3 separate regions of the Rattus norvegicus genome follow, and regions 2 and 3 are each linked to region 1. A link is a contact called in public Hi-C data. All regions are on one chromosome and are shown on one strand. The core of a region is the stretch at or near the end of the contact, and the rest is flanking DNA. Distances in the headings are between cores, read along the strand shown. Region 1 holds the start of Pappa (pappalysin). Region 2 overlaps Astn2 (astrotactin 2). Region 3 overlaps Astn2 (astrotactin 2).

Region 1 (4,412 bases), core at 112-2,611:
CAGATGGGTTAAAGCGAGTCTCGCTTCCGTGGTCCCTGCGCTGCTCCAGGGGCGACTCCCGCATACCCACCAACCACCCTCACCCCCATACATCCACGAGCGACCCGGAGGGGTCGGTAGAGACAAGCGGGATGGTCTACCTGACAGGGCACCCCTTTCGCCTTACCTGTGATCACGGCTGGAGACTTCTGGCCACCTTCGGCTCTCAGCCACACTTGCAGCGTGAAGGCGTCGCGGGGCAGCTCCAAGTCGGCCCGGAGACGCAGCTGCTCCCCTCGCCCGCTGAAATAGAGCGCCCGGCTCGGCGGGCTCGGCTCCTCGGCGCCCCTCGCCGCCCGCTGCTGCCGCCGCCGGGGGACGCGCACGGCTTCCCAGGCACCGCCCGGAGGCGGCGGCGGCGAGGCGCGGCGACCGCGGGCCGCCCGGGTGGCGCAGGTGGCCGGTCCGGCGGCGGGGCGCGGGGGGCGCACGGCCCGAGGGTCTCTCCGGGCCCGGCGGGGGCGCTCGGCCAGCCCGCAGCCCAGCGCGGCGCTCAGCAGCCCCAGGCGCAGCACCCAACTCCAGAGCCGCATGTCCGACGGTCCCCCCCGCCCCCCCTGCGCCCCTGCACCGCCGCCCAGAGCTGCCAGCTTAGCTCCCGCCTAGTCTCTGATCCCCTTCTCGTGAGAGCCCCCTTTCCACTTGCTTTTTCCTTTTCTTTCTCGCTTTCCTCCTCAAGGTGTGTGCTCCACTCCCCCCACCTTTCAAAAATACAGTCCAACTCCTCCTGGTTGGCAATTAATTTCTCTCCCCGCTCCTTTATCTGCCTTATTTACCCCCTCTAACAGCTGGATGCCTTCCTCCTTGTTTTATTTCATTTTATTTTATATATTTCTAGCTCTTCAAAAAAAATCTCCTCTAACACACTGATCAGCTGAATTCCCTCCCTCCCCCCAAGATGCTCTCATTTCTTTATTTTTTGCGTCCTTTATAACACAAGCCACAGCCCCCTTCTCCCCCCCCGCCCCCTCCCCTCCCTCCTTCTTCACGAAATGAAAGGAAAGAGGGGGAAAAATCCCTTAGAAGATGAGTAAACAAGCGTGTGCTAATCTGTTCGCCAGCACTCCACCTTCCCAATTGAATGAGTCCCTGTTCAAACTGCGGGGATCATGACCAATCAATCGGTTCGGAGAGGCCGATCCACCCAGCCTTCCTCTACTTTGCAGTTTGTCTCCTTCCCTTCGCTTCAGCTTCTCCACCCCCTCGTTCTTCTTCTACTTCTTCTTTTTTTAAAGAAGACAATCTTAAAGTAACAATTTAATGCAATTCTGTACACACCCCCTTACGGTCCTCCCTGCTCTGCTCATTCCAGCTCAAAACACACGCGTTCTGGTTTGTTTTGCTTTGCTTTGCTCTCCCGTCACCCCCGCCCCTTATTTTTATTTTTATTTTGCCTCGTGGCGGGAGAGAGAAATCTTTCAGAGTCTCATTTGCCCTTTGCTGTTACACGTCTCCCTTTTCCACAACACGTAATGCGTTGAAACTTAATTCTCACAGTCTTTCTCATCTTCCTCCCTCCCTCTTTCTTTCTCTTTCTCCCGCTTTTCTTCTCTTTCTCTGTCCCCTTCCTTCATTCCCCTCATTTTCCCCTTCCTTTCTTTCTTTGACTTTTTTCTTTTTTTGCCTTTCTCCTCTTCCCCTCACCAAATTTTCTTAAAGTTATACTGTAGTAAGTTGGCTCTCCTCTTCCCTGAGCCCCCGATGCTAACTTTCAGGCTTCAGACTCATTTCCCAAATCTTCATAGATTGAACAGAACATCAGAGGAGAAGTGTTTCCAGGGCATCTCCCTTTGAGGCACTGTGGACCAGTGCTTTGCCCCCATCATTGCCCCTGAATAATCCTAAAGCATTCAGTTGGTCATTGAACATACTTTTTGTTGAATATACATGGAAAGAAAGTATGGATTTGCCCAATTTCAACCTTAAAAACAATCCAAGCCTCCTAATGCTGTCCCAGGTAGTAGTCTGCTGCTTGTGGCTCTACATTTTGAACTGAAACATGTATTTCGTATTTCTTTTTTTTCTTTCCCCCCTCTTTATGGAACTCAAAAGCTCCCCCTTATGGCAAAACAGTTCTCTTTCCTTCGAGTGTTTAATAAGTCAAAATGACTTAGCCATGGTGGTTTAGAAATTATTAGTTCCTTGCCAGTCTGTCCAAATAGTATCACTATAAAAAGATGTCATTCCAGGTAGAATGTATGGTGGAAAACTGAGGTGTAGTTGATGCTACTAATTAGTGACTTGCTGTCCCGTGGTATTCCCATCCTCCGGGCTGTTCCAGATCCTTCCTTAGAGTTAGGATCTTTGCTACATGCTCCAGGGAGGGAGAGAACCATCGGAGACTATTCGCTGGTAAATGGATATAGATTTGTAAGACGGCCAATGACTCAGATCTCCTCTCCATAAAAGCTGAAATGTGGTAAGCAGGGATCATGGCACTGATCTGCAAGCCAGCTATCGCAGTTTTGTGTCCTCCTGTTCAGGGAAGAGCTTGCTATATAGTGTAAGGCTAAGAGTTCTGGGACTCAGGTTCTCTACTCACAAAGTGATGCTCTTTCCACCCTCCACTCTTTAGAGACTGGAAGGAAAGAAAAGAAGATAATGTGTACAATGCCACGGGTAAAAACATTCCCTTGGCAAACCTCTCACTGTCTACAACTTTGATTCACTTACACAAGCTAGGAGGCTGTCCTCAAAGAAGGAAAAATATGGAGGATGAATTGCATAAACACTCTCATTCAGTATTCCCCTCCCCAATGATATCTGAAATGTGATTACTGCTTACTTCGGTTATAACAACTAGTATTGTATTTGGAGACTGCATTTCCGGAGGTTTATAAGCCATCCTGTACAATAGTTTTAATATTTGTAGTTTTAATATTTTAGAATTTCATCCACTTTCTAACCAGGAATGAGAATAGGAGGCACATCAACTTCCAACACATACACAACTTGACCTCCTGCTAGCCATTTCTCTGTAGCCATCCATTCTGTTACTTTTACAATGAGAGTATGCACTTCACAGCTTATTCTGAGTAGGAAAATTTCTGAGCTGTAGAATCTGTCTATGAGCACCTTGTATTCAGCTGTTCCCATCAAGCTCAAATTGCTCCTTGGGTCCTTACTTAGATCAAAATATCTTCTTCCCCTCTGAAAGTGAATGAAAGGAAAGAATAGATATTATAGGTTGTCTTACTCATCCTTAAATTCATTGGGAATGTTTGGGAAAACCTTTTACTGACATATTACTAAATGGATGATTAGTAATATACAGCTAGGCCAGCTAAGTGGCACGGTGGGTAAAGGCCAAGTCTGCTGACCTGAGTTCAATCACTGGGACCCACATGGTGAAAAGTAAAATAAAAGTTTAGCCGTCTAATTACCCTTTCACCTCACCTGTCTTGGAGGCTACTCATACCCTTTGTGTGCAAATGGATTTACTTGTTTTTATGCTGGAGTCTCATTGATGAATCACACACTGTGGCCCACAGGCCATTCTAACCCATGGCTTACACACGGCCTCTGCATTGACTTACATGTAAAATAATGATTCATCCTGTACTGCTATCCCCTGTTAAATTAGTCATGTAGTCTCTTGTAGATTTTTTCCTTATTTTTATCTTTCCATTTCTCCCCCATTTTAGTACCAGAAACTATGCAGCTATGCTACTAGATCCCATTTAGTCTTGTCAAACCTACCCAGTCCCTGGTTCCCTTCTCAGGGTCACTCTTAGGTTTCTGAAGAAACTTTTGGTACCAAACCCTTCTTACTCTGTACTTTCAATCCTTGGGGCATACTCCCACAACATGCATCTTATCTGGAAGTAGTTGAAAGCTCTATATGAAGCCCAGAAGGCTACAGGGTGCTATGGAAGTTAGAGTAACAATGAAGTAGCACCTTAGAGTCATAGATGAGTTTGAGTGGCCCAAAGTACTGAGTTCTGAGTCCCTGTGACCTGGGTTCCTATGATCTTCAGCAAGTCTTAGTTTTTCTGAGTCTTAGTCGCCATACCATGGTGCTGGCATGAGGATTAAATTAGTGTATTGTATGACATAGTAGTAGCTGCTCACTAAAAGATCACCCATACTTCTTTCTGTAGATTTAAATTTAACAGCCACTGGGCTTCTCTTTCAGCTTTCCTCTACAGCCAGGACACTATCTTTTTACTCCTAGACAGTAAATTATTCTCATCTTGGGATTTCTAAGGCAGTATTGTCTTCTTGTAGAACCTGTGAGATAGGACCTTGCATTGTTCTCGATGTCCTGTTTATATCTCCCTGCAAAGATTAGGAAGTATCAAAGGTAAGAACTTCTAAGGGTCAATTCAGTCACCTGCTTAGAGAACTTTAACTAGGCACACAAGCCCCTGAAG
Region 2 (4,853 bases), core at 846-3,345, 390 kb before region 1:
CACTCTGACCCTCCCAGTTCCTGCTGAGTTCTCTGAGCTCGGATGTACAGTGCTACTTACTACGTTAGCAAAGCTTTTGGAAACAGTCTTACTGTATAGATGTGGCTGGCCTAGAGTCCATGAAGTACTCAGGTTTGACCTTGATGTAATGGTACTCCTAGTACTTCAACCTCTTAGTGTGGGGATTATAGGTATGTTCTATCTCTTCTTCTTTACATACTATTTCCCAGTAGCATAGTCCCCTTTCTTTTGTCTTTCTCTTTCTTTCTTCTTTCCTTTCTTCCTTTTTTCTTTCCTTTCCTTTCTTTCCTTCTTTCCTCCACATCCTTTATTTTTTGGATTTCTGAAACAGAGCATTGCCATGATGCCTGATCTGGCCTCGAGTTAACTTTGTCTAGTGCAGACTGGCCTCAAGCTTGCAACAGTCCCCCTGCTTCAGCATCCTGAGTGCAGGGATTGTAGGCAATGTGCCAACACACTTGCCTTTTTACACCTATGCCCTTATGGATCTCTCTAGGAATGCTGTATAGTTCCTGTGGGCATATTCATATTTTAACTTTCTGGAGGCAGCTATATTCACCATTATGCCACAGCACCCCTGTAAGTTCTGTTTAATAGCTGTCAGTTAAGTGAGAAGCTCATGTGTTTTAAAGGGCTTCCTTTTGCTCTGTCATTGCCCATTGCTGTGACCTGGGGCAAATCAACCTGACCCCTTAAAATCTTTTCCCATTTGTGGTTTAGCATTGTAGCATAATTCCTATTTGTGGATATCAGTACAAGATCTATAGATATAACCCCCCCAAAAAAGTACAAAAGGAAGCAGAATAGGACAATTTTTAGTAGGGCAGAATGTATTTCCATAGGATTTCTGAGAGGGTAAATTACCTCCATATCTGTAATTTATGAAAAAGTGGACAACTTCACCCTCCAGTTTCTGGAAATCTATGACACATTATCATTTTTAATGTTCTAAGATACCCCTTTAGAAAGAAGTCTGCTTAACTTTATTTTTATCCCCGTAGCTTTCAAATTTATGTGAAATGACTATTAGTGTCTCACAGAAGGTAAAATTCTGTAAAATGCTCTTTGAACAAAATGGACCAAGTGGTCCTTTGGTCTGACTTTAATCATCAAGCCAAGTTTACAGAAACAGACCTTCCAATGTAAGCCTCGTTTTTAATTATTGGCAAAAGGAAACAATGAAACCCACTTTTCTCCACCTGAAATGTAATTCAGCTTTGTTCTGTTTTTGTTCGTTTGTTTGTTTGTTTGTTTTGTTTTCTAGAACTCAAAAAGTAGTAAACGGTGCTTGTCCTCAAATCTATGAAATTATTGACCATACTGGCTGTTGAGTATCTGTCTCCTGGTGTATTTGTGTGTACGGGAATTCGCGTGTTTGCACAAGTGACGTCACAGATAAGGCTACCAGAAACACCTTGAACAAATTCTGGCACTCCACGACTATCCTTGTTCTCACAAGTATTTTTGCCTTGCTTCTGTTAAGTCCCTTGGGAAATTCCTGAAGTTATCTCATTCTGCTTTCTGTACCTGGAGGCCTAGGTCTCATCCTTGGGTCTCTGTTGCAAAGGAAAAATCAAAACCTTTGAAAATTCCTGCTTGGTAGGGGTGAGGGGGTCTCCAGATTTGCATGAAGTTACTAGAAAGTGTGAATTTGAGATTCTCCCCAGGATATGAGTAGAAAGCAGTGGGCTCTTTTCACAGTGTGCTAGCACACATTTTGAGGCTCATTTTCAAATAAGTATCTATGACTTGAATAAGGGTCCAGGGCAGTCTTTTTCTGGGCCATCAGCTCTCTGCATACATCAGTGTCTGAGTGTATTTAATAGCGTTGTCATTCTTAAGAGTGTCTGACTTTGAACAATAGATTATGTTGACCCAATCCCCTTTTAGGCTGTTACTTAGTAAAGATGGAAATCTCAGGGATTATCCAGACAGGGAAGCCTAAAACCATTTCTAGGGCCTTTTGTGGATATCATAGTCAATAGAGGGCGCTCCCACACCACAACACTGGGTGGAAGGCTCTAGACAGGCGCAGGGCAAAGGCAGCCAGCTGACCTTTCTCTAGGCTGTTCTTGGGTTGCCAGAGCAGCCGAGGTGTCAGCTGAGAGCAGTCACAGCCTAGGGAGGAGGAGGAAAGGACGGAGGCTGGGGCACCAGAAAGGGAGGAAGAGCTGGCAGAGAACACACTCAAATACACATCTCATGGAGACAGAGGCCCAGGGAAAGCACAGAACATGAGCACATACCTACAAACAACCAATATAACATACCCTACTCAGACTACGAACAAGGAGATTTTGTTTGTGAGTCACATAATACAGAACCACGATGTGAATTTAACCCATAGCACGCAGATGCATACAACGCAGTCGTCACTCCCAGATAAGGTGCAAGGACAATAAATGGCTGTATACAGTACATTTAAATATGTGTAAGCCCCTCACCCCATGAGGACATTCAGAGCATGCACAATATAGAAAGGTGAGATAGGTAAGCTATATAATAAAGACACACAGTCTCTCTCCCTCTCTCTCTCTCTCTCTCTCTCTCTCTCTCTCTCTCTCTCACACACACACACACACACACACACACACACACACACACAGCACAGAGATGTAGTAGACCACAGCACACACAGCCATTCAAAATCCATTGAAAGCAGAGCACATACAGATAATGTGAATCTCTCACTCCCTCTACAGCAAATCCCCCAGGAGTGATATTACAGATAAACAACAGACAGACATGGATAAACATAGCCACTGCCTCACTAGCATACTGGAAAGTCTATGAGCCAAATGCCATGTCAGTTCACCAAGCATGAGCAGGCCTGGGGTCACACATCAAACAACATCAATCTAGGCAGCACACAGTAACACATACTGCATGGACTTGACGCTACATACATTCAAAACACTTAGAATAAAATACATGTTTTGATAAGGGAACCAGGCATGAAGAAGAGCAGGGAAAGCGGGTGTGTGAAAGGGGAAAGATAGGATAATACAAAAAAGCAGCATCTAGAAAAGATATAGGGCAGGAAGAGCAGCATCACACACAATGGTCAGCTTCTCTCTCCTCTGCTTAGGTGACTATAGTGATGGTTTTAAGTAGTGTTATTTCAGAGGCTAGGCAAAGACAAAAAGGGCTAAGGGTGTCCTAGGAAGAATGAGCCTTAGGCTCAAGGCCAGAGCCTGAGCCTCAATCTCAGCTATAACAATGGCACCAGATCACATCTCTCATGTCTCTTCCTGCATGTCCCTGCAACTGCCAGCTCATCTCACCTCCACAGATGTCTGCCTCAACCCCACCCATCTCTAGGTTATCATCATCAATGAGCTGTAGGCCATATACATTTCACTGCCCACCTCCCCCCACTCAGCCAGTGTTAGAGAGAAACTTTCCCAAACTTTCAGGAAATGTACTTTTTTCATTGCTTTTAAAAAGCATCCAAATTGGGGGAAGGCATAACAAACTAACAACAACAAAAAATTAAAGGAAGGAAGAAAGGGAGGAAGGGAGGGAGGGAGGGGGAGAGAGAGAGAGAGAGAGAGAGAGAGAGAGAGAGAGAGAAAGGAGTACTCCCAAGAAGGCTTGTTTTGCCAAAGAAGACAGGATAGATCTGGATGGTACAGAACTCAAGCAAATCTTGCTCATTATGTAACTAACCAAATAAAAGTCAATTCTTGGAACCTCAGAATTTTCAGTGAAACAGATTCACATCAGCAAACTTTCTCAAGCAGCCAAGCTAGGCCAGACTATTGTGGGATGCTGGAATGTAAACAGAAGAAGCTGACGTCCACCTTCCAAAGTGTACAGCCTAGGAGAAGACAGACCTATATAATGTAAATGTCACAGGGACAGGGAATAATAGAGAACTATTGATGAGAAAAGTAGCAATTAGTTAAAAATTTGGTACACATACTTCTTTGGGGGCAGTATATACACACTATCTGAGTCAATAGTCATTTAAAAATGGGAAAATGAGAAGGATTTGCCAGCATCATACTACACATAATGAAGCCAAGGCTACAGATATAAAGGCAGCTATCGCTGATGGCAGTGTTAGAAAGCCTGATTTCAACATCCCTTTGCAATTCGGCAACATGGGCATAATTAATTATCTTCATTACCTTTGTAAATCTTGAGCAAGAACCCACAGAAAGGGGTATGATCCAAAGTAAAGAGACACCAAGGTAGAAAGATCCAGGGAGCACTTTGGACTCTCCCACCTAGAAGAAGAAATCTTTTAAAGTCAGGCCAAGCTTCAGAACTCCCAAATACCTCAGCTCCGTGCCCCTAGATCTGGCATCAGGGTTTAGCATTCATCCTGACAGATTTCTGTCAGGCCCTGTGTCCTCTTCAGCTGTCATCCTGTTGCCTCACATATGGGTTTGGTGTCAGGGCTGTGTTCCTGGCTTCTTGACCAGCTCCAGCCATTTATAGGCAGGAAAAAGAAGCTATTGACAGTAAAATAGGTAAACATGGCTGAGAAGATGGTTCAGTTGATAAGGTATCTGCCATGCAAACTTGAATTCAGATCTCCAGAACCTACCAAAAAAAGTAGGGTGTGGCAGTGAGTACAACCTTGAGTAGGGTAGGGTGACAGAGAAAGGAAGATTCTTGAAATACATTGACCAGTTAGCTTTGCTGAATGTTTGACTTTCAAGGTCATTAGCAGAGTACATTGTCCTTGTGATTTTGCACACATCTGCACACACCACAGACATACGACATTTAACACACATGCAAGCACCACTTCCCGGTAAACAGGGATGTGGCGTGATACATAGTGGAGACAAATTTTGATCTCTGGATACATGGATGTTCTT
Region 3 (4,825 bases), core at 610-3,109, 490 kb before region 1:
GACTGATATGTGTATCTGTACAACTGGAGTGGATGCTATTCATTTTACTCAGTGCCTCAACTTTGACAAAGGGAATTCATGATGGATTGCAAACCTTTGCTTTCATCTTCTTTTCTGTGGGATGGTCTGGTTAGTCATCTGATCCCAGGTGATATGTAGTTACAGAAAAGATGACAGAGAATAGAGGAATTAATACCTAATAAAATGATCACAGGTATCTTTAAATATGACCTTATAACATAGAGAGAGTTAGTATTTTAAAGAAATTTGTGAAAGGCTATGGTTCTGCTCTAACTGGCAAAGCAATGACAGTTGTTTCCCATTGTTCCTCTAACCAAAGCTGTTAGCTGAGTCCAGCAAAGGCTATGGTGGTGTTTGAACCCAGCTGCCTCTTCTTGGGTTGAGGGTGGCTGGTATGCCTTGTGACCTCCTGTCCTCCTCCAAGCCTTGTTACAGCAGGATAGTATATCCAATCCAGGGTGCTAGCATCTCCAAGATCTGTTTACCCTTCACACTACTGCTCTCCCTACCTCTAAGTTACTGGAAGGAGAGAAAGGGTACTGGGGAAAGGCTTGTCTTTGAGTCCTGAGGACTGCATTTTGAGCAGGACATGAAAGGGCAGTGCATGAGCTTGATTCCAGGGAGGAGAATGCAGTGTTAGTAAAGGTGGCACCTACAATGTCATATGTTTAACAAAACCTAGATGGCTGGGAAAGGTTTCTCTTTTCCCTCATATTTCCCTTTCAAACATTTCATCCAGCTTCATCTTTAAAAAGACAGTAACACTCTTGTAGTAAATGTAGTAAGTGGGAGAGAGAGCTAGCTCAGATGTCAAGACTACTTGTTCCTCTTGCAGAGGATCCAGATTCATTCCCCAGTATACTGGGAGCTTAAGACTCCCTCTGACACTAGTTTCAGAGGACCTGACACCTTTTTCTGGTCTCTACAAGATGTAATGCACATACATATACTCAAGTGTGCATGCAAGCACATGCATGTGTACACACACACACACACACACACACACAATTGATTTTTTCTGGATGGACATCAAGCACTTTGTATGAAAATTCAATATATTAGACTTTAACGATTGTATTTTTGTTCACCTTACACTTATTTTATGCATAAAAATACATATATTTCTATTGGTTTGTATTATTCATGGTCACATAGAGGTCTGTAGCTAGCCTATAAGCCCCTTTAAAAAAAGTACTTTTTATTGATTCTTTGTGAGTTTCCAAATCATGCATCCTAGTCATACTCATCTCCCTGTCCTCTCATATTTACCCTTTGCCCTTGCAATCACCCCCCCACTAAACACACACACACACACACACACACACACACACACACACACACACACACACACAGAGGCAGGGGGAGGGAAGGAAGGAGGGAGAGAGAGAGAGAAAGAAAACAAAACATGAAAATTACTCTTCATGTAAGCTGCAGTGTGTTACACTGTGTCCCACAATATACTCCTCTGTCCCCACATCCTCACTTAGGAGGGTTCATTGTAATGAGTCATTGGTCTTGTTCTAGGTCTTTGGCTTCGTTTATGATAATCATCCTGGTTATCCTATTGTTGACCTATGTCATGGAGATTCTGCAGCTTTGGATCAGCAAGGTCAACCCTTTCTCATACTCAATAGTTCACAGATGATGTGGATTTTGGGGTGGACCAACTCAAAGCCCTGGATCTGAGCCTGGGAGGTAGCTGAACTGGTCACTTCTGCAGCTCTCCTTTTCTGCATTCCAGGGCAAGCTCCCCAGCACTGCTCCTGCTAGGCCAGCCAATGCTGCCATTGGCAGGAGGCACGGTCAGCCTTCCTGCTCTCATGCCCTCTGGGCTGGCTTCCTCCCAACCATGCCTCCACAGCCAGCTCCACTGTGCTGCCCAGGCTGGTTGAAGAGCCTGCTCTCCTAAGTGCTAGAGCTTTGAAATGAGGGACAGGACCAGTTCTCCTGCTCTCATGAACGTGGGAGCCTGTTCATTCTTCCAGTATCACACGTGGAGTGGGAAGAAGGGGTATCATGCCCCACCCTACCCACTTCACCACATGGCAGACAAGTGATGAGGCTGGCTCATGCCCACAGGGCTGTCTCACCTGTGCCTCCTCCACCAGGGCCAGCTCTACTGTGCTCCTCAGAGGAGGTGTAGGGCCCACTGTCCTGAGTGCTGCTGTTAGTAAGGGGCAGGGTCAACTCACCCACACTCATGACCCTGGGGTCAACTCACCTGATCCCCTCAGGTGGTGAGAGGCAAGGGGGTGAGGGCATTACCCCAGCGCCCAGCCTATCTCAGGGCATATGAGTGTAGTGGGGGGAGGGGGTCAGCTCTTCCATACCTATGTCCTTGGGGCTGGCTCACCCTTGCCTTTGCCACTAGGGCCAGCTCCACTCTGTTGCCCAGGGAAGGCACAGGGCCAATTCTCTCAAATGCTGCCTCATGTGAGAAGTGGGGCGGGCTCTCTAGATGTCACAACCAGTGAGGGGCAGACTCAGTTCTGCATAGCCTCTGGACTCCACATGGTCCCAGACCAAGGACATTCCCAATCAGGTTTCTAGTGGTAATATGAACCACTGATACTAACACCAACTCTGGCTGCTGTATAACCACAGACCCAGACAAGGACCTCAGTGGCAGGAGCAGCCAGTGGTGAGACTTGATGATGGCCTCAGGCAACAGGGCTGGCTCCTCATGCCAAGCTATTTCATCTCTCCAGTTCCAGATCTCTATTCATAATTCTCAAAGTGTTCTGCTTCTGTTTCTCTCCCATCTGTCAATCTTGGACATTGTAAGTGACTCCACTCTGGCTGCAGGCAGCTACATGGTTAGTGGACCTCTGGATTACCCTGTCTATTTGTGCCAATTGGTGTGCTGGCAAGTTCGCCTCTAGCTACAGCCTACCCATGTAGCATGGCAGTGAGCAGGTCTATTGACGTCTTCCTTCTCTCACACCATATGGCTAGTGGCTGGTGAGCCTCTTTATGCCTATGACCTGCTCATGCTGTGTGGTGGAGGGCAGGTCTCTGGGCATCTTTTCTCGTCCCTACTGTGTGGCATGGCAGCTGGCTAGTCTCTGGATGTCTCATGACTTTACTTTTAACCTCCCTGCTGTCTGTACTGTTCTGGGATACTGTGAGGATTTCCATATCACTCTTTCTACTGTAGGCAAAGGTGCATGTTTGCTTGAATTCAATTCCATGGACAGTAGCCCGGAAGTAGAGAATGAAACCCAGGCCACATGCCTTAGTTTTGAGTATTCTGAAAACAGCCTTTGAGCATATCTTCTGCCTTGCTATGCAGGAGTTTCCTTTCCTGTTATATTTGATCCCTTCTGGATCCCTAATCTCTTTCCACCTCGGTATTTTCCTTCCCAGCGTATATTCTCAAATGCCTATACCTGAGAACTACAGAGCAGATTGTTATTTCTATTCTCACCCTTTGGATCATATCTTCAAACATGGTACTGTATGGGTCTTCTAAGGAAATGCCATTCTGAACTGTTATTTCTTGCAATAGTTTTAACTCAAGCTCCCTTGAGCCAAAGATGTCTCTATTTTGTTCCTCTGCTCCTCTTTAATGCCTAGCAAGCTGCGCTCTGTAATCAGTTGGGAAAAAGCAGTCGTTTCTGAGAGCAAACATCTTTAGCAGACACTAGAGGGCAGCAGGAGATCACACATGGAGGAGCTTTCAGCCCTCTGACTAGTCGCAACCCACCTTGTCTCAAGAGGCAAAAATGAATATTAGGAACAGATGTTGAGTGGTTCCTGCCTCTGGCCAAAACATTAGCCAGCAGTTAGCTGCTGGGCAGTGCCCACAGAGAGTTTGACCTTCCTCAGAAGAAAACTGCTTTCTCTGGAAGACAGGTGCCCTCTTCCAGGTTATGCTTGATTACTTTAAGCCTGTAAAAGACAGCAACAGATGCTATTTTTGAATGATAGGATCATAGTAGGTCATGGGTATGAGATTCTCTCATTTGGTTTCCAAAACATTTGAATGGGGACTTAGAGTCTCCATTTTACTAATGTTGGGGAAGTGAAATGGCTCGCCAGTGATTTGAAATGGAGTAGTTGGACTCAGTGGCTGTAGGATAGTGTTCAGTCTTGCCTGATCTCCTTAGTGGGCAGAAAAAAAGTAGTTTAAGAGAAGTTCCTCATTGTTATAACACCAGGCAACTGTGAAGAAAAGACTTAGAGATTCACATTTGCTTCAGAAATGAAAAATGCTGAATGGAAGCGAAGAAGGATCAGATGAAATGGATTTTGATGATGCCTTTGACACACTTGTCCTGGATGTTCTTCTGTGAACTTTGTTTCCCATCAATCCCTCAGATGATAATAGTAATAAAACATGAGAACTATTATTATTGACACTTCAAAGCTGAGAAAATAGCACATTAGACAAATAAATAACTAATGAAAGCTGCCCAATTAGAAAACAGGAGCTGAATTCAAATTCGTGCAAGCCATTCTGTTGTAGCTGCTCTACGGACTGTGTCCACACTGAAAGGCTGCTAAGATAGCTGAGAGGAGAGGATCATTTGCATGTCTACTTTGTAAACCTACCTCCTCTTTGTCAGAGGCTCTACCATGCTGTCTCTCTTTCTGTTTCCTAGATGAGCACACATATGGCACAAAACACAGATACACATTTTATGAGAACCCACCCCATAGTTCCCTACAATTTATGAGATGGAGATTTTATCCAACTACCAGTTCACTGGTTTTAGCATATTAAGCAGGGGCAGGCTTGAAAATTGCTAGGTATACAAATAGCATACACCCTGGGTTTAAGTCTGACACGTAGGTTGAGAAT

What was found. Hi-C and Micro-C count contacts between places; a contact is called where the count stands out from the background.
Region 2: a Hi-C map of kidney shows a contact between it and region 1, with 2.7 times the contacts expected there. The contact joins the enhancer-like site here to the promoter of Pappa in region 1. A contact is called at or near these places in 10 of 12 Hi-C or Micro-C datasets (the A7r5 cell line, the Rat2 cell line, Schwann cells and 5 more) and 1 of 1 datasets of contacts at active chromatin or transcription factors (oligodendrocytes).
Region 3: a Hi-C map of kidney shows a contact between it and region 1, with 4 times the contacts expected there. The contact joins the enhancer-like site here to the promoter of Pappa in region 1. A contact is called at or near these places in 11 of 12 Hi-C or Micro-C datasets (the A7r5 cell line, the Rat2 cell line, Schwann cells and 7 more) and 1 of 1 datasets of contacts at active chromatin or transcription factors (oligodendrocytes).

Annotation. Positions count from the first base shown.
Region 1 is chr5:83,510,307-83,514,718 of GRCr8, reverse strand. It overlaps Pappa (pappalysin), which reads right to left and starts at 1,361. Exons shown (of 22, transcript NM_001401319.1): 1 at 167-1,361. The coding sequence starts at 572.
Region 2 is chr5:83,898,058-83,902,910 of GRCr8, reverse strand. The region is part of intron 19 of Astn2 (astrotactin 2); the gene reads left to right. Among named protein-coding and RNA genes, the nearest start is that of Trim32, 120 kb to the left of the region's middle. Within about 2 kb of position 2,095, at least 24 of the 93 cell types and tissues checked have an H3K27ac peak or open chromatin away from gene starts, as enhancers often do. A contact at or near this core is called in kidney, where this site is marked.
Region 3 is chr5:84,004,710-84,009,534 of GRCr8, reverse strand. All of the region lies in intron 16 of Astn2 (astrotactin 2), which reads left to right. Among named protein-coding and RNA genes, the nearest start is that of Trim32, 14 kb to the left of the region's middle. Within about 2 kb of position 1,859, at least 23 of the 93 cell types and tissues checked have an H3K27ac peak or open chromatin away from gene starts, as enhancers often do. A contact at or near this core is called in kidney, where this site is marked.